Linked DNA regions of Mus musculus: region 1 is linked to region 2. The links are chromatin contacts, called in public Hi-C maps. All regions are on one chromosome and are shown on one strand. The core of a region is the stretch at or near the end of the contact, and the rest is flanking DNA. Distances in the headings are between cores, read along the strand shown.

Evidence for each region. A called contact is a pair of places that touch in the nucleus more often than the background predicts.
Region 1: a Hi-C map of muscle stem cells shows a contact between it and region 2, with 2.3 times the contacts expected there. The contact joins two enhancer-like sites. A contact is called at or near these places in 1 of 484 Hi-C or Micro-C datasets (muscle stem cells) and 2 of 115 datasets of contacts at active chromatin or transcription factors (astrocytes and embryonic stem cells).

The regions. Positions count from the first base shown.
Region 1 is chr14:31,991,895-31,999,274 of GRCm38.p6, reverse strand. No RefSeq gene overlaps it. Among named protein-coding and RNA genes, the nearest start is that of Galnt15, 34 kb to the left of the region's middle. Within about 2 kb of position 5,269, at least 30 of the 459 cell types and tissues checked have an H3K27ac peak or open chromatin away from gene starts, as enhancers often do. A contact at or near this core is called in muscle stem cells, where this site is marked.
Region 2 is chr14:31,656,709-31,664,295 of GRCm38.p6, reverse strand. It overlaps Btd (biotinidase), which reads right to left. Exons shown (of 4, transcript NM_025295.4): 2 at 1,971-2,226. Among named protein-coding and RNA genes, the nearest start is that of Btd, 19 kb to the right of the region's middle. Within about 2 kb of position 1,790, at least 375 of the 459 cell types and tissues checked have an H3K27ac peak or open chromatin away from gene starts, as enhancers often do. A contact at or near this core is called in muscle stem cells, where this site is marked.

The DNA of each region.
Region 1 (7,380 bases), core at 4,020-6,519, 330 kb before region 2:
AGAGAAACCTTTGGCTCTTGATCATCTTCTCACCCTGAATAGCAAGATCCTGCTTGACCAAGTATCAGTGTTTATTTAAGGGCTCTAGACCATTCCAGATAGTCTAAGTTAACAATATGACTCACAGTGGGGGGCCTTGGACTATGTGTTATCAGCCTGGCCACAGAAGGGGCTTGTCTTAATCAGTGTTCTACTGCAGCGAAGGCAGTTCTTACAAAAGACAGCATTTAATTGAGGGCTGGCTTACAGTTTCAGAGGTTTAGTCCATTATCATCATGGCAGGAAGTATGGCAGTGTGCAGGCAGAGATGGTGCTAGAGAAGTAACTGAGAGTTACATCCTGATCTGCAGGCCAAGAGAGAGACCCTGGGCTTGGCATGGGCTCTTAAAACCTTAGAGCCCTCTCCAAGTGGTAAACTTCCTCTAACAAGGCCACACCTCCTAATCCTTTCCAAATGTTCCACACCTTGGTGACCAATCATTCAAATCTATGAGCCCTTGGTGGTCATTCTTATTCAAACAGCCACAGGGCTTGAAAATGGCCTAGGCTGGCATGCCTATGTAAATAACTTCCCAAGGCTCCGGTGCCTTACCTCATTAGTGACATTGCATTAGTGTCAGTTACCTGCCTTATTGCTGTGATCAAATACCTAATAACAGGCAACTTAAGGGGTGGGTGGGGGCAGGGTTACCTGGGCTCATGGTTTGAGGTGTTACAGTCTATGGTGGTGGAGGAGGCCCAGCGACAGGAACAGCTTGTAGTCCTGGCTGCAGGAACACGAGGCTGCTTGTTCACATCCCAGTAGACAGGAAACAAAGGAGGATGCCATCACCCAGTTAACTTCCTCCCTTTCTTTATTTACTCCAGGACTCAAGTCTACTGGATGATGCCATCTACTTCAAACACATACACAGGCAATGTCTCAGACGTGATCTTTGAAAAGTTCTCCTGACCACCATAGACAGCCACCATGTTCAGCGTTCCTATTCTGACTCTTTTTTGGCGATATTCATGATGCCTTGAAATTCTAACCTTCTGAGTGGTGGGACCACTGGAATCCTTTAGGCTAGCCTGGACTACAGGACATCAAAGAGGATATGATCAGAATGTAGCCTAAGACTAAACCTGCCAACACCTTGATTTTAGGGTCAGTCAGAACAAGATCAAATTCAGAAAGACAGATGGATAGATAAAGGGTTTGCTGCACAGATGGGAGGACCAGGGTTCAGATCCCCTTTAAAGCTGGGCACAGGAGTTCACAGTTATAACCATGGCGCTCCTAAAGAAGATGGAGCCAGGAGAACCCTGGGAGCTCAAGGCCATCGAGCCTACAGAGTGCGATGGCAAAGAGCAAAAATATCTTCTCCAAACTAGGTAGAAGGTGATAGCCAACTTCCAGGGTTGTGTTCTGAGCTCCACATGTGTGCCTTGGCATGTGTATGCCTTTACACACACACACACACACACACACACACACACACACACACACTTACTTCCACACTCCATACATCAAACACAAAAGATAAAAAGCATTATTTAAAAATTAAGATTTTTATTGTTAAAGCCACTAGCCTGTGATATTTTCTTATTGAGGTCCCCAAAATTAAAACAAGAGCCCACAAAAATTCCTGTGCTTCCCCTGTCTGATCCCCTTCTTCAAGGAGGGGCCACCAACCTGAGCCAGCTTGACCTCAGTCAGTGAGTGTTCTGGGCAGCAGGCACGTGAGGCTAAAGGTCAAAGGCCGTAAGTGCTGGGTGCAATCCCTTGCTGAGCCTCTGCCCTGTGTTCCCCTTGAAGATTTGTTTGGTCCCTGGCTGTGGGGGTTGGGGCTGGGGGGCAAAGAGCTGCTGAGAGGGTCCTGTGGAGACCCTGGACAACTTCACCAGGTTCCTCAGCTTTGAGCTCTCACTCCTTTTGCCAGTCTGGGCCCCATTGTTTGGGTAATGTCAGTGACATCAACCACTGATGAATATATATATATATGTGTGTGTGTGTGTGTGTATATGTATATGTATGTGTGTATGTGTATATATATATGTGTGTGTATATATATGTGTGTATATATATATATGCGTGTGTATATATATGTATGTATATATATATATACACATATCTTCAGCTGAGCTCAGCTGGCTACAACCTGAGTGGCTTTTCCTGGAAAAGTTTAGGGTAGTAGTTCTTAAATTCTGCCATGTCTCAAAAACACCATGTCCTTGAGGCTTACTCAAGGAGAGCTGGCAGGGTCATGACCAACAGTCTCTTTCAGAGGTCTGGGTAGAGCCTAGAAACTTTGCATTTCTAACAAGCTGCCATGTGATACTGATGCTGCAGCCCCAGAGATGCTGATGCCACAAGTCCAGACACTGATTGGGCAAAGGGTAAAAGGATGCGAGGAAGAGTACCCATAATGGTCCAAAGGACGTTAAAGGAGACCCAGGCAAAGCTGGGACAGGAAGTGATAGGACTGTTAATGTATGATTTGGCCAAAGGGCTCATGTGCTGGACAACCCTACTAGTGGTTACATAAGCCACAGGCAAGGGATAAAAATGGCTGTAAAGACCTTCAATGATCGTACTTCGGAGCCTCAGTTTTGCAGTACAGGAATGGCCTGCACAATGCAGTGGATGGATGGAGGCTTATCATCACATTCGCAGGCACTGTCGGAAGCTCTGTAGATTCCAGGGCCATCACTGAGCTAGCAATACAGGAGGGGGAGCCACGTGGAAGGTTCTTTTGTCTCTGTATGGACATGTACCGCCTGAGTGTCTGGTACCTGTGGAGGCCAAAAGTGGAGGAAGGAAGCCAGCGAGGGCATTGGATTCCATGGAAGTGGAGTTACCTGTTTGTGAGCTGCCATGTGGGTGCTAGGAATCGACATAGGGTCTCTCACAAGTGCTCTAAACCACTGAACCATTTCACTAGCCCATTCTATTGTCAACAACTATATTCTGTGACCTAAGGTAGCAGGCAATGGGGCCTGGAGCAGCAACTGAGAGCTCCCACCTTGAAACACAACCACAAGCAGAGAACACACTGGTAATGGCATATGTCTCCTATGACAACCCCTCCAGTGAGGCCATAGCTCCTAATTCTTTCCAAACAGTCCCAACAACTGAGGACCAAGCATTTAAACACTTGAGCCCGTGGAGGCCATTCTCACTCAAACCCTCAAAGCAGCTCCACCTTGGTGTACCAGGTCTGCATACCGACTCCCTCCATTCTAAGCAGGGCTTGTCTGTCCCTCTGCATCAGCTTTAGATGTGTTTAAGACACTCCTTCCTGCTCTTAGCCCCTCCTCCCCATCCTCACCAGGCTTCCTAGCTCTCTCTCTCTCTCTCTCTCTCTCTCTCTTTTTAAAGATTTATTTATTTTAAATTTTATTTATATGAATACACTGTAGCCATCTTCAGACACACCAGAAGAGGGCCTCAGATCCCACCACAGATGGTTGTGAGCCACCATGTGGTTGCTGGGAATTGAACTCAGGACCTCTGGAAGAGCAGTCAGTGCTCTTAACCGCTGAGCCATCTCTCCAGTCTGAGCTTGCTATCTCTTGTAAGTCAGATCTTGATTGAGCAGCAAAAGAGGTTTTATTTTAAAAATTAGTAGATAGATGATGTACTGGCTAGTTTTGTGTCAACTTGACACAGCTGGAGTTATCACAGAGAAAGGAGCTTCAGTTGGGGAAATGCATCCACGAGATCCAGGTGTAAGGCATTTTCTCAATTAGTGATCAAGAGGGGAGGTCCCCTTGTGGGTGGTGCCATCTCTGGGCTGGTAGTCTTGGGTTCTATAAGAGAGCAGGCTGAGCAAGCCAGGTGAAGCAAGCCAGTAAGGAACATCCCTCCATGGCCTCTGCATCAGCTCCTGCTTCCTGACCTGCTTGAGTTCCAGTCCTGACTTCTTTCAGTGATGAACAGCAATGTGGAAATGTAAGCTGAATAAACCCTTTCCTCCCCAACTTGTTTCTTGATCATGATGTTTGTGCAGGAATAGAAACCCTGACTAAGACAGATGATGATGATCAATAGATGATAGATTGAAAGATGATAGATAGATAGATAGATAGAGCTGGAGAGATACTTTGGTTGGTACATTGCTAGCTTTGCAAGCATAAGGACATAAGTTTGAGCCACAGAACCCATGTAAAAAAACCCAGGAAGCTAAAATGGCAGGAAACATTCTCCTGAAAACAGCCTGGTGGGACGGGGATTCTCTAAATATCAGCTTATCTTTCGTCTTTTTATGAATCTGTTTTGATTTAAAGTACAGAGTGGGACCATTTCATTAGCCAGACTTAGATCATGCAGGCTCCTTCTGTTAAGGGAAGGAGAAAGGTCTCCTCAGACTAGACTCTGGAGAAAAGAAACCCTGGCTCAAGGAAGAAAGAAAGACGTAGAGGAAAGATAAAGATGCAAGGGAAGGCAGAGGAGGGAGGGAGGGAGGGAGGGAGGGAGGGAGGGAGGGAGGGAGAGAAAGAGATCAGGATTGTTTACTCTGCTCTTCCAAAGCAGGGCATTGAGTGCAGGAGATTGAACTGAGCTCAGAGGCCAAACCCTTTGCAACCAGCATAGATCCATTCATGAAGGAAGCCCTCAAAGATCCCAACTCCTAACCCTGTTGCATTGGGGACTATGTTCCCGTCGTGCCCTTTGGGGAGACACATTCAAAACACAGCAGGTAGTAAAAAACAGTTTGAAAACCTTTACAGAGAATTTCATGGATAGAAGATCATATGAGCTACATTAGTGACAAAGCTGAAAAACTTTACAGTTAAGCAAGTTTGATGCTAGCTGGCTTAAATAGCAGAGAGAATCCTGTTTAACACTCTGTGATGGGTTAGCTTTGCCCATCGGACACAGCCTATACCGACCTTGGAAAAGAGTCACAATCCAGGATTGTCTACCTTGGGTTGGTTTGAGGCTGTGTGTTGTGTAACAGTTTCATCCGAGATTGAAACATTCCATCCCACAGGGAAGCTTCCTTAATCAGGAAGGTAAACAACTCAAAATAGCTTCGGGAAGTCTGAAACTGACCAGATCCAATAATCCCTCTCTGTCTGAATCAGCAGTCAGAACTGAGAGCTGAGACAAGCCAAACTCGGAAGATGGCTCAAAGATCAGAGCAGCTGCCTGGAAGAGCTTTAGACGAACTGGGAGACCTAGAAGGACACGCTCCAATTTAACTGCCTTCAGGCTGCGCAGCATATCCCAGCCTCCCTGCTTTGTGGGAATCTGGGGTGGGCTTTGGTTATGCAGCTGTCTTTGAATCATTTCTGCTCCTGTAAGGAACCCCAATATGAATCACTAAGCAGGACTTTGGTGGTACTCATACTTAGGTCTGTTGTGGGTGGATAGGCTTGTGTGTTGCATCTCTGAAGGAAAAGTTATGTCAGACAACAACATGTCTATGGGGGTGGGGGATTACCTTAATAAAGTTAATTGATGTGGGAAGATCCAGCCCACTTTGGCAGAATCTAGGCAGGGGTCTCAGGGGGCCAGGAATAGACACACAAACCACTCAGTCACCAATCTCAGTCAGGTGGGGATGGTGTGTTGAACGCACACTCCAAGACTGATTAATCAGACATGCAGTCAGAAGTCAGGATCTAAAACTGCGACCACACACAATCCTCAGAACCAGTTTTTATATGGGAAAAACAGCTGAACAAGTGCATTTGTGACATTTACAACATATAGGCTGTCTAGACCAAGCAGCACTGTCTGACGCTTAAGCTGATAGTCTGGGTCTAGAGGCAAGGAAGCTAGGGGTTTTAGGGCCCAAGAATTACTGAAGGAAGATCCCAGACTCAAATAGTATGCACAGGTAAAGAACATTTATTCTACAGATATTAGCAGTATGAAGGGGTCAACCATTCATCAAAATGGCAACCCCTTAGGGGATTGCAGGCTCCTTTTTAGACAGGGCTAGGGGAATTTTCTAGAAGGGTTAGGTAGCCTCTAATATAATTGATAGGGGGCAAAGCGGTGACATTAGTACAATTCTGATTGGTTGCTAAGTTAGTTTCATTATATTTGGTGAGACCTTGAAGAATTTTAGAAACCAACTCTGTTCTGGCCTTGTTATCTCCTCCAACTAGATGTCCCAGGAGCTGACTCAGATCCAGACCTGTCCTCCCTAAGTCAGGGTCAGCAATGACTAAATGCCCATTGTCAGTGCCTCATACTGGGGGGCCTAGCTTGCTTGCCTGGGAATTGAAAACTTTTTATTCCCTAGGTTTTTGGACCTTTCAGGGGATCTCCAGAGTCCACCAGGCTCTGAGGCTTGGTGACAAATTACAAGTTGTTTTTGTCAGGGCAAGGAACAGTAAGTCAAGTTAAGGTCACGAGTTACAAAATGAAGCTACAAGATGACAATATGGCAGAGCTATTGTCAAGTTTTAATATTTAACAGTCATAAATTGTAAAAAGTGGAGAAAATGAATTGAGCCCAAGCAAGCATGCATGAGGCAAGCTGTTCCAAGTTCCTCCCTATATTTCCTGATCGTTACAGACTGCAGCCTAAAAGTGTAGACCAAAAGACACCTTCTGCCCTTGGTTTCTTTATGTCAGGGCATTTCATCCCAGCCACCTATCACACAATACAGTGACCAGTTGGTCATCAACTCTGGGAGAGAGGGAGAAAAAAAATATACGTTCAAAGTCTAGAAAATGATGAAGACCTCCAAGGTCATAAACAGAGTGATCGAAGACTTGGGAGACTTTTATCTTGAAGAGAATGTGTGAGAAACAAAACATCTGTGGGATGGCTACTCTTGGTTGTCAACTTGACTACATGTGGACTACCTGAGACTTTTCTTATGTTGTTTAGAGTGGGATGACCTACTTTTAACCCAGATCTTTAATCTTCTACCTTCAATCTGGGTCAGACTTCTGGTGGCAGCCTACATAAAGAACATGGAAGTAGTCTCTGTCTATGTGTGTGTGTGTGTGTGTGTGTGTGTGTCTGTCTGTCTGTCTGTCTGTCTCTCTGTCCCCTTCTCCCTCTCTCTGCCTCCCCCCCTCCCCGCCTGTCCTTGCTCTCAATAGCAAGTTTGTTTCTTTGCTGGCATTTGAGACATCTTCAGAATTCTGGACCATCTGAGACACCCAGCCTCATGGAATGAACAACTACTGAACTCTTGGACTTTCTGTTGATGGACAGCCATTATTGGATTAGCTGGACCACAGCCTGTAAGACACTTTAATGAATCTCATATATGTATCAGCTCTGTTCCTCTAGAGAACCCTGACTAACACAGGTTTTGGTACCAGGAGTGGTTCTATAGCAACAGAAGTATAAGGATGATGTTTTTAAGTATGTAGAATAAGCTTTTCTTTTCTTTTTCACTGTACAGATTTCACATATTATTTTTATT
Region 2 (7,587 bases), core at 541-3,040:
GAGCCTGCCACTTCAGTTACGTCTACACATCGACCACGGTGCTTCAGCAGTGGTCTGGCAGGAGATCAAGAACTCCTGAAGAATGGAGCTCGCCAACCCCGGGAATGGGCTCTGTAAATCATTTTCCCTCTGTGCCAGGGGGACAGCGCTTTACCAGGCATGTGAGGGGTTCCTGTCCCAAGTGAGTCTCACCGGGCATGTGAGGTTCCTAAGTGAATCTGATGGAACACTCTGGTGCCCACAGACACAGCAGAGGTGCTGTGTCACCTGACAGCACAGAAGCACCCCTGTGAGCAGCTGCCATGACTCCCAGAAGCACCTATGCAAGCTCCAAACAGGGGATTTGGTTAGGCACCGTGGACAGACGGAGAAGGCAGAGGAGGAAAAGCTGAGGGGACCGAGGTGGCACTGTGCCGTTAAACACCTTCACCACAGGACCTGCCCTTGTTTGGGTCAGTGCTGGTAGGAGACCTGAAGGTGCAGCTGGGATTCATTTTACACAAACTTCAGCAGGGACATAAACAGGATAAGTATCAAATGTGTGGATGCTATGTGGATGCCAGTGAAGAGCCCTACATAGCCCACGAGGCTGACCAGTGAGCAGCGCAGGTGGGAAGCCTTGCTCAAGTTATCTGCCCAAGTGCAGCAGGGCAGCATGTGGCTGTGTGTGTAAAGGAACAGGAGTCACAAGTGCCATGGAAACGCAGTGTGATGGCATTGCCAGAAGTGTCCTGGGAACGACATCTGGAGTAAGAGAGCTGAGAGAAGCTTGCCCCCAACCCTGGTCACACAGCAGCTGGATTGTGGGCCATACAGTTCTAAGCACGAAGTCTGGAGAGCCCGAAGAGGCCTGGAAGCGAAGGCTCTTCCTGGGACTACAACACTTTTTCTGGGTGCGCCAAAGATGGAACGCAGCTACTTTTCTGAGCTCAAGGTCAGAACTACGGTAAAACAAACAAACAGCCCTTCCCACAGTTACATGGAACACAAGGACCTGGGAAACTGTGCTCTGAGCTTCTGAAGGTAGCCAAGAGAGGTGTGCCGTCCATCAGGAGTGCTGGACCATACACACTGACTAAGTCAGGACTTTAAAAAGCACCAACAAGAGATAGCCAAGTCGTTTCAGGTCATGTGATGAGGGCATGGGCGTAAGGGGACCTACTGGCAAAGCCAGCTCTAAGCCAGCAGCAAAGAAGATTGGCTCCCTTGCCATTTGGCCACAGTAGGCCTTCCACAAGCAGCAGGCTTAGCGGCCCCACCTACAGGGATGAAGCCCAGACTCCCTTGGTCCCAGGCTTCCTAACCCCACAGCTTCTTAGAAAAGCCACTTCCTGTCCTGTCCCAGGGGAGCCTAGCCTCAGTAGCCCCACCCTTCCTGGATGGCAGGAGAAGAAAGACAGTCAAGCAGGAAGCCCTTAGGAAGGGCTGGGGTCCTAGTCTGTCTGGACGCAGGGCTCCCATCTGGATGAAGTGCGACACAGACAAAGCACAGACAGCCCTTGTTTTGTGGGCTCTGACAAGCTTTGAATGCCTTTCAGTGCACGGAGTTCACTGTCCTTAAGGGTTTTCAAGGTTATTTGTTTGTTTTTCTGAATATTAGCATCACCCAGGGACGGGCTTTGAAAATTCCCACTGCCCAAACTGCATCCATTCTGGACCAGTTGGCCACAGTCCCAGCCCCACACCCCAGCTCTTGTTTACAATTCGCTGATTCCCGGCACAGGCACATGAATCAGTGACCTAGGCACTGCTTCTCCAGCTTGGGCAAAACACTCCCTGGGGACACATGCCAGTCCTGGCTCTGGAGGCCAGGGGTGGGGCCTGATTTAACAAGCAGTCAAGTCAACTCGGAATCTGCAAGCTGACCCGACTTCTCAGGAGGACCTCGGGAACCTGGGGTTTTTTCCTCACTCAGAGCAGCTGGCTCTGGGAGCCCTGAGCCCAGGTCAGGAGCAGAAAGCTGCTCTTGCCTTCTGGGCTGCAGCCATCACTTGCTGTTCATAGACGTCGAGGTTCTGCTTCATGAGCTCCAGGGCCTCCTGGCGGCTAACGAGCTCCAGGGGGTTTGGGCTCAGGACCGATGGATGCTCGTACACAGCAGCCACGTAGTACTCAGCCTCGCGGTGCTCCTGGGAGGCCGAGCTGACGCCCAACGCAAGCGCAGAACAGCCGAGGAAGAAGAGAGCAGGCGCAGTGCGGGCTCCAGACATAATGCAGACCATAAATCTGAAACGAACCGGCAGGAGAGAAGAGCTGAATAAGGAAAGCTGCCAAGGACTGAACTTTCGCAGCTGTGATTTATTAATCCTGGCAATTACACTCGCCCGCAGCGAGGCCGGGGCTCAAAGAGTTTGTTTCATGTCCCTAATAAAAGCCCGTGTGTTTCTCTCCAAACACGTAGAGCTGCGTTTCAAACGGCTCGCTGTGTTAATAGACTGAGCTTCAGAACATTTCCAAAACAGACTCGGTGTTTGCCTCGGTTTTCTAACGCGGCGGGCAGGAAGCCTGCAGTGCGCCGCTGCCTTGCTAGCCACGCAGTAGCCTTGCTACACAGCGCACTGCAGGAGCGCGGCTGAATTTTGGACACAATTCTGCGATATATTTGACGCTGAGACTTCTTACTCAGCATGGCAGGTCAGCCCTCTAGGACAGCCGTGATGGTCCCGAAGTTCCCGAACACAGGGCAGCTTCGTAGCTGATATTCTTCAGTCTTTATTTGGGGACGGTCTGGAGTCCTAGCTTCTGCTGTGTCACCCATAGGGCAGCCATAAAGGACTCTCTCCCTGTCAGAGTCCCGTGTGGCTTTCACCTGGAATCCGAGTGAGCCTCCACTGTTTTCTGTTTTGTCTGCTACTCCAAATCACTTGCTTAAGAACACACCAGATTCAAGCGGGGCGTAGTGGTGCACGCCTTTAATCCCAGCACTTGGGAGGCAGAGGCAGGCAGATTTCTGAGTTCAAGGCCAACCTGGTCTACAAAGTGAGTTCCAGGACAGCCAAGACTACACAGAGAAACCCTGTCTCAAAAAACAAAAACAAACAAACAAAAAACAAAAAAATCACACCGGGTTGGAAAGAAAATCCTTCTCACAGTCATAACATGTGATTTTCTAGAAAATACATTGGAATTTTGTAGTGAGTAGTCTCTACTTACCATGACAAAGTGGACACAAGTAAATTAGACTTCTGTATTACATTTCTGTACCCCCCCCCCCCCACACCTCTGGAAAATAGAACATTTGCTCGGCATAATTGTGTGTGTGTTACTAACTGGGATTACAGCTCTGCACCACCATGCCTGGTTTTTGCAGGGCTAGAATCAAAGCCATTCTGAAAGTCACCCTGGCCTCCTGACTAAAGCCCCTCCCCTGGCACAGAAACTGATCAGGCAGTTTACCTCAGCCAGACAGCTGCCCTGTGGAGACAGACAGGGGCTGACAACTGCCCAAGAATCCCGGTTCAATACTAAGGTAACTGACAAACCAAGGAATCCCACTGCTGTTCTTGAAGAAGAAACTAGCACCCTACCCAAAAATAACATCTGTCCAAACCTCAAGCCGGGACTCTTAGAGTTTGCATTCCCAAATAAACACCACAGGCCACTAGTTCTGTGCATTATTTAGCTAAAAAGTCCCAGAAACAACCCGTAATTATTTCAGCGACAGAAGAGACCTAGAGCTCCTCATTCAGAACCAGTCAACAGCAAATGCGCCTCCGGGGGCAGGGGCTCCCTCCCACCCCTCATCTCAAACTGCTTCTTGTTTCCCTAGGGGATAAATGTACCACACAAAGGCCAGGGCTTGGTGCCACTCATCTACACTGTAAGCAATGTTCTGTGGTAAGAACAAGGGGCCTTTGAGCCAGCAGTCATGAGTTTTGGACTGGAAACAAAAGTATAATTGATAAGCTTTCTTATTGGAACTTTGTCTCTAAAGATACCAAGGAATAATTTTAAATGACTCAAATAATCTACTTTATATCCCATTTTGAAAGGATGATAATGGGGTAGTTTGAGTGACATCACGGTCACAGTGATAACACTTTTAAAGCCCAGGTCGATGGCCTCTTGAAGAGCTGAGGTAGAGACACACGAGGCAGGCCTTGGTGGGAGCAAGTCAGAACTCTTGGGCTAGGAAGGGCATTCGTGGTATCTGCATAACAGATGTGGGGACATGGGGCTCTGCATGTACACCAGGGATGGGATAAGACTCAGGGTCTCACATGGACCAGCCACTACCACAGAGCCTTAGCCCCGCCCTGGGATACAGAACACCTAACTCTAAGAACATGTAATCCAGCCAAACAAGGAAACTGCAGAGCCAGCAAGAAACCACATTCCTTTCTATTTTCAGAAAAATAAAATTTGTATTATTTGTGGAAGGAGTCCAGTAGGAAAGCTCTAAGTGGCAATCATCTGTGTGTGTGTGTGTGTGTGTGTGTGTGTGTGTGTGTGTATGCGTGTGTGTGCATCAATAATTAGACACTGCATATTTAACCAGATATTCATGCTTGAAAGATCCAGGCTTAACGAGGTAGGAGAGAATGAGTAACTGTAATAAAAATAGCTGCACGAGTTTGCCCTTCCCAAACAGCGGTGAAGCAGGAGACATGTCATTAAGGCTGTGAGGCTGGCTTCCCCTCTGCACTTGGCGTCTGTCTCACAGACAGTCTCAGGAACAACTTAACAAGACTGAGCAAGGACACTGAAGGGCTCAGCAGCAGCAGAAGGGGTGCTCGATCTTAAAGTGACAGGCCCGGGGACTAGGAAGGTCGCTCAGCTCAGAGTGTTTGCCTAGCGTGCATAGAGCCCTGGCTTTGACCTTAACACTGCAAAACAAAACAACACAACAACAACAACAAAAAACAGGTCTGGTACTGCATAGCTAACAATCCTCGGGTGATCTGGGAGAATCATTAGTTCAAGGCCATTGGTCTGGGGAGATAGCTTGGTAAGCAGTAAAGTAGACCTAAATTCTGATCCCTGGCACCCACAGAAAAGCTGGGCATGGTGGCACACCTGCAACCCCAGCACTGTGTGGGGTGGGATAGGTGGATCTTAAGGACTCAACAGTCAGCTAGTCTAGCCCTGAACTCAGGTTCAGTGAGAAACCCTGTCCAAAAATAAAATAAAATAAAATAAAATAAAAGAGAGTAGAGAATGATAGAGGAAGACTCCAGATGTTGACCTCTGGCCACCAAGACACACATATGGGCACATGCATCTGTATATACCACACTAAAACCCAAAGGAAATTCAAGGTCACCCAACAGAGGAGCCAAAGGCCAGCTATGTGAATGAGGGAGGGAGGAGGGGAGGAAAGGGGGAGGGAGGAGGGGAAGAAGGGAGGAAGGGAAGGATTGGTGGAGTCAGAACTTTCAGATATGTGTAGATGAGGCAGTTTCTAGGTGCCGGCTCATGACCGTATGAACAGGGATACAAGGACACAGGGGTCCCTTGGAACAAGGGGACTCTGGGGCCAAGTTGTTCTTGGAAACCCATAAAGTAACCCATCTTTGGAGATGGTCAGGACCTTGACCCTAAAGAAAATAATGAGAAGTAAGTATCTGGCCCAACATCATGGTAACAGAGTCATCCTTTTACTGAAGTGACGTGAGAGACTGAAGCGGAACCTGGGCCAATACCAGCTGTAGAAACACAGTATCTGCCTTCTGTGGGTGTGCTCTGCTCTGAGACAGGGTCTGCCTCCAAGCTACCCCTCTTCTAGGAAGATACTCACCGCAGACATCCATATACTAGCCAACTGAGCCAGACCCAGGCACATGTCTGGAATGCAGCCATGAGCAAACAGGGTCTCTTGGAGCTCCTCCACGGCGCACAGGAGGCCATGGATACAGAGCTATCCATGGATCCATGTAAGAGAGCCAGGCACTGGGAGTGGGGATCATTCCAACAGTGTGGGGAAGGGGGGTGAGAGTGAAGGTGAGGCCGGTGAGGCCATGCAGAGACCTGACCATGGGACCAGGAGGGGGAAGAGGAGCATCCATGCCGAGGGCCTGAGGCAGGAGAAACAGCCAGAGAAGCAGTGTGGCTGGAGCACGGGAGGCAGGTGGGAAGCGGTGGCCAGTGGGACTGCAGGAAGACCCTCAAGTCACTGTGTCAAGTCACTGGCCTGAAGCCCTCCAGCCACATCTCATTACAAGTGTTAGGCAGAGCTATGACCTGGTCACTGTTTGAATTTGGAAATGAACCATGACAGAAAGAGATGTCATCGCGTGTCACGTTGACAAGGGGTGGACTTGTTATGACTAATTTGGGTTGTCAACTTGACTACATCTGGAATCAACTAAAACCCAAGCTGCTAGACACTCCTAGACACTCCTTCCTTGGAGGGATTCTCTTAGTGTTGAAGCTGGAAGATCTGCCCTGTATCTGGGTCCCACCTCCTGATGGCAGCTCACATACAGGGATGTGGAAGACGGAAACTTTGCCGTTTCCCTGAGGCCCTCACTCTCACTGGCTGGTTCACCTGTCCTGTTGCTGATGGAGTTAAATCCATCTTCTTCAGGACAGTGTAGACTGAAAACCAGCAACAGTCCAGGAATCCTCTAGGAACCCAGCCTCAGACTGGGACTGCAGAGACAGCCACCCTCATGGGCTGGATGACGACCTGATTCTTGCCCTTTCTACTGTGAGACAGCCATTGTTGAGTTATCTGGATGACAGTCTGCAAGCCATCTGAAAAGGTCCTGTGTAAATAAACACAATGTGACAACCAGTGTTGGTAGCAATTCATGGCTGAACCCACAAGGAACATAAAGGGTCCAGTCCTCCCAGGTACATCTGTAAACTGTGGCTTCACCTTTTCCCTTTAACAATGACAGGCAGAAATAACTGCACTGTGCTTGGACGGGGGCCAAGTTCTGCTTTACTAACTAGAACAATGTATCTTAAACTAAACAAGATATCCAACAATTGCGACATGTTAACCTAAATGTTGTCTTTCTCTCTCTCTCTCTCTCTCTCTCTCTCTCTCTCTCTCTCTCTCTCTCTCTCTCTTTCTCTCTCTCTCTCTCTCTCTCTCTCAAATGGGGAATGCCTTCACAATTTAAATAGAATAAAATCTCCCGGACTAAGGGTGTAGCTCCATGGTACAGCACTGGGCAGCATGTGCAGGGCTCTAGGTCCAGGCTCACTACTTTAAGTATCTTCCTGTGGTGCCACAGGGTTTAAGTTTAAGGTAAGGAGGGTCTTTGTGTGTACCAATGTATGGAGGGAAACACCCAGCTGACTGATTTTGCAGGTGTGACTTCCACCTGGTGGACAAACTGAGAATAACACCAGTGGGCGACAGACTCGGGCAGTAGCAATGGGTTTTGGTTTTCCCCTTCTCTTTCCACTTCTAATATCTTGCCCATCTACTTAATAATGAAAATACTGAAACATTTGGCTGTTTTAAGATTCATTCTTCCTAGGCCAGAACTCAAAAGCATCACCTTTATTTCTCAGATGCTTTTCCTTAGGCCCTGATAGGATGTGAATAGATTTCAAAGTGTTTTCAGTGATGAGAACTTCCTGCCAACAGTTTGGCAACATTTGGCTGATGTGGTGGGACACACCTAGCGTCTC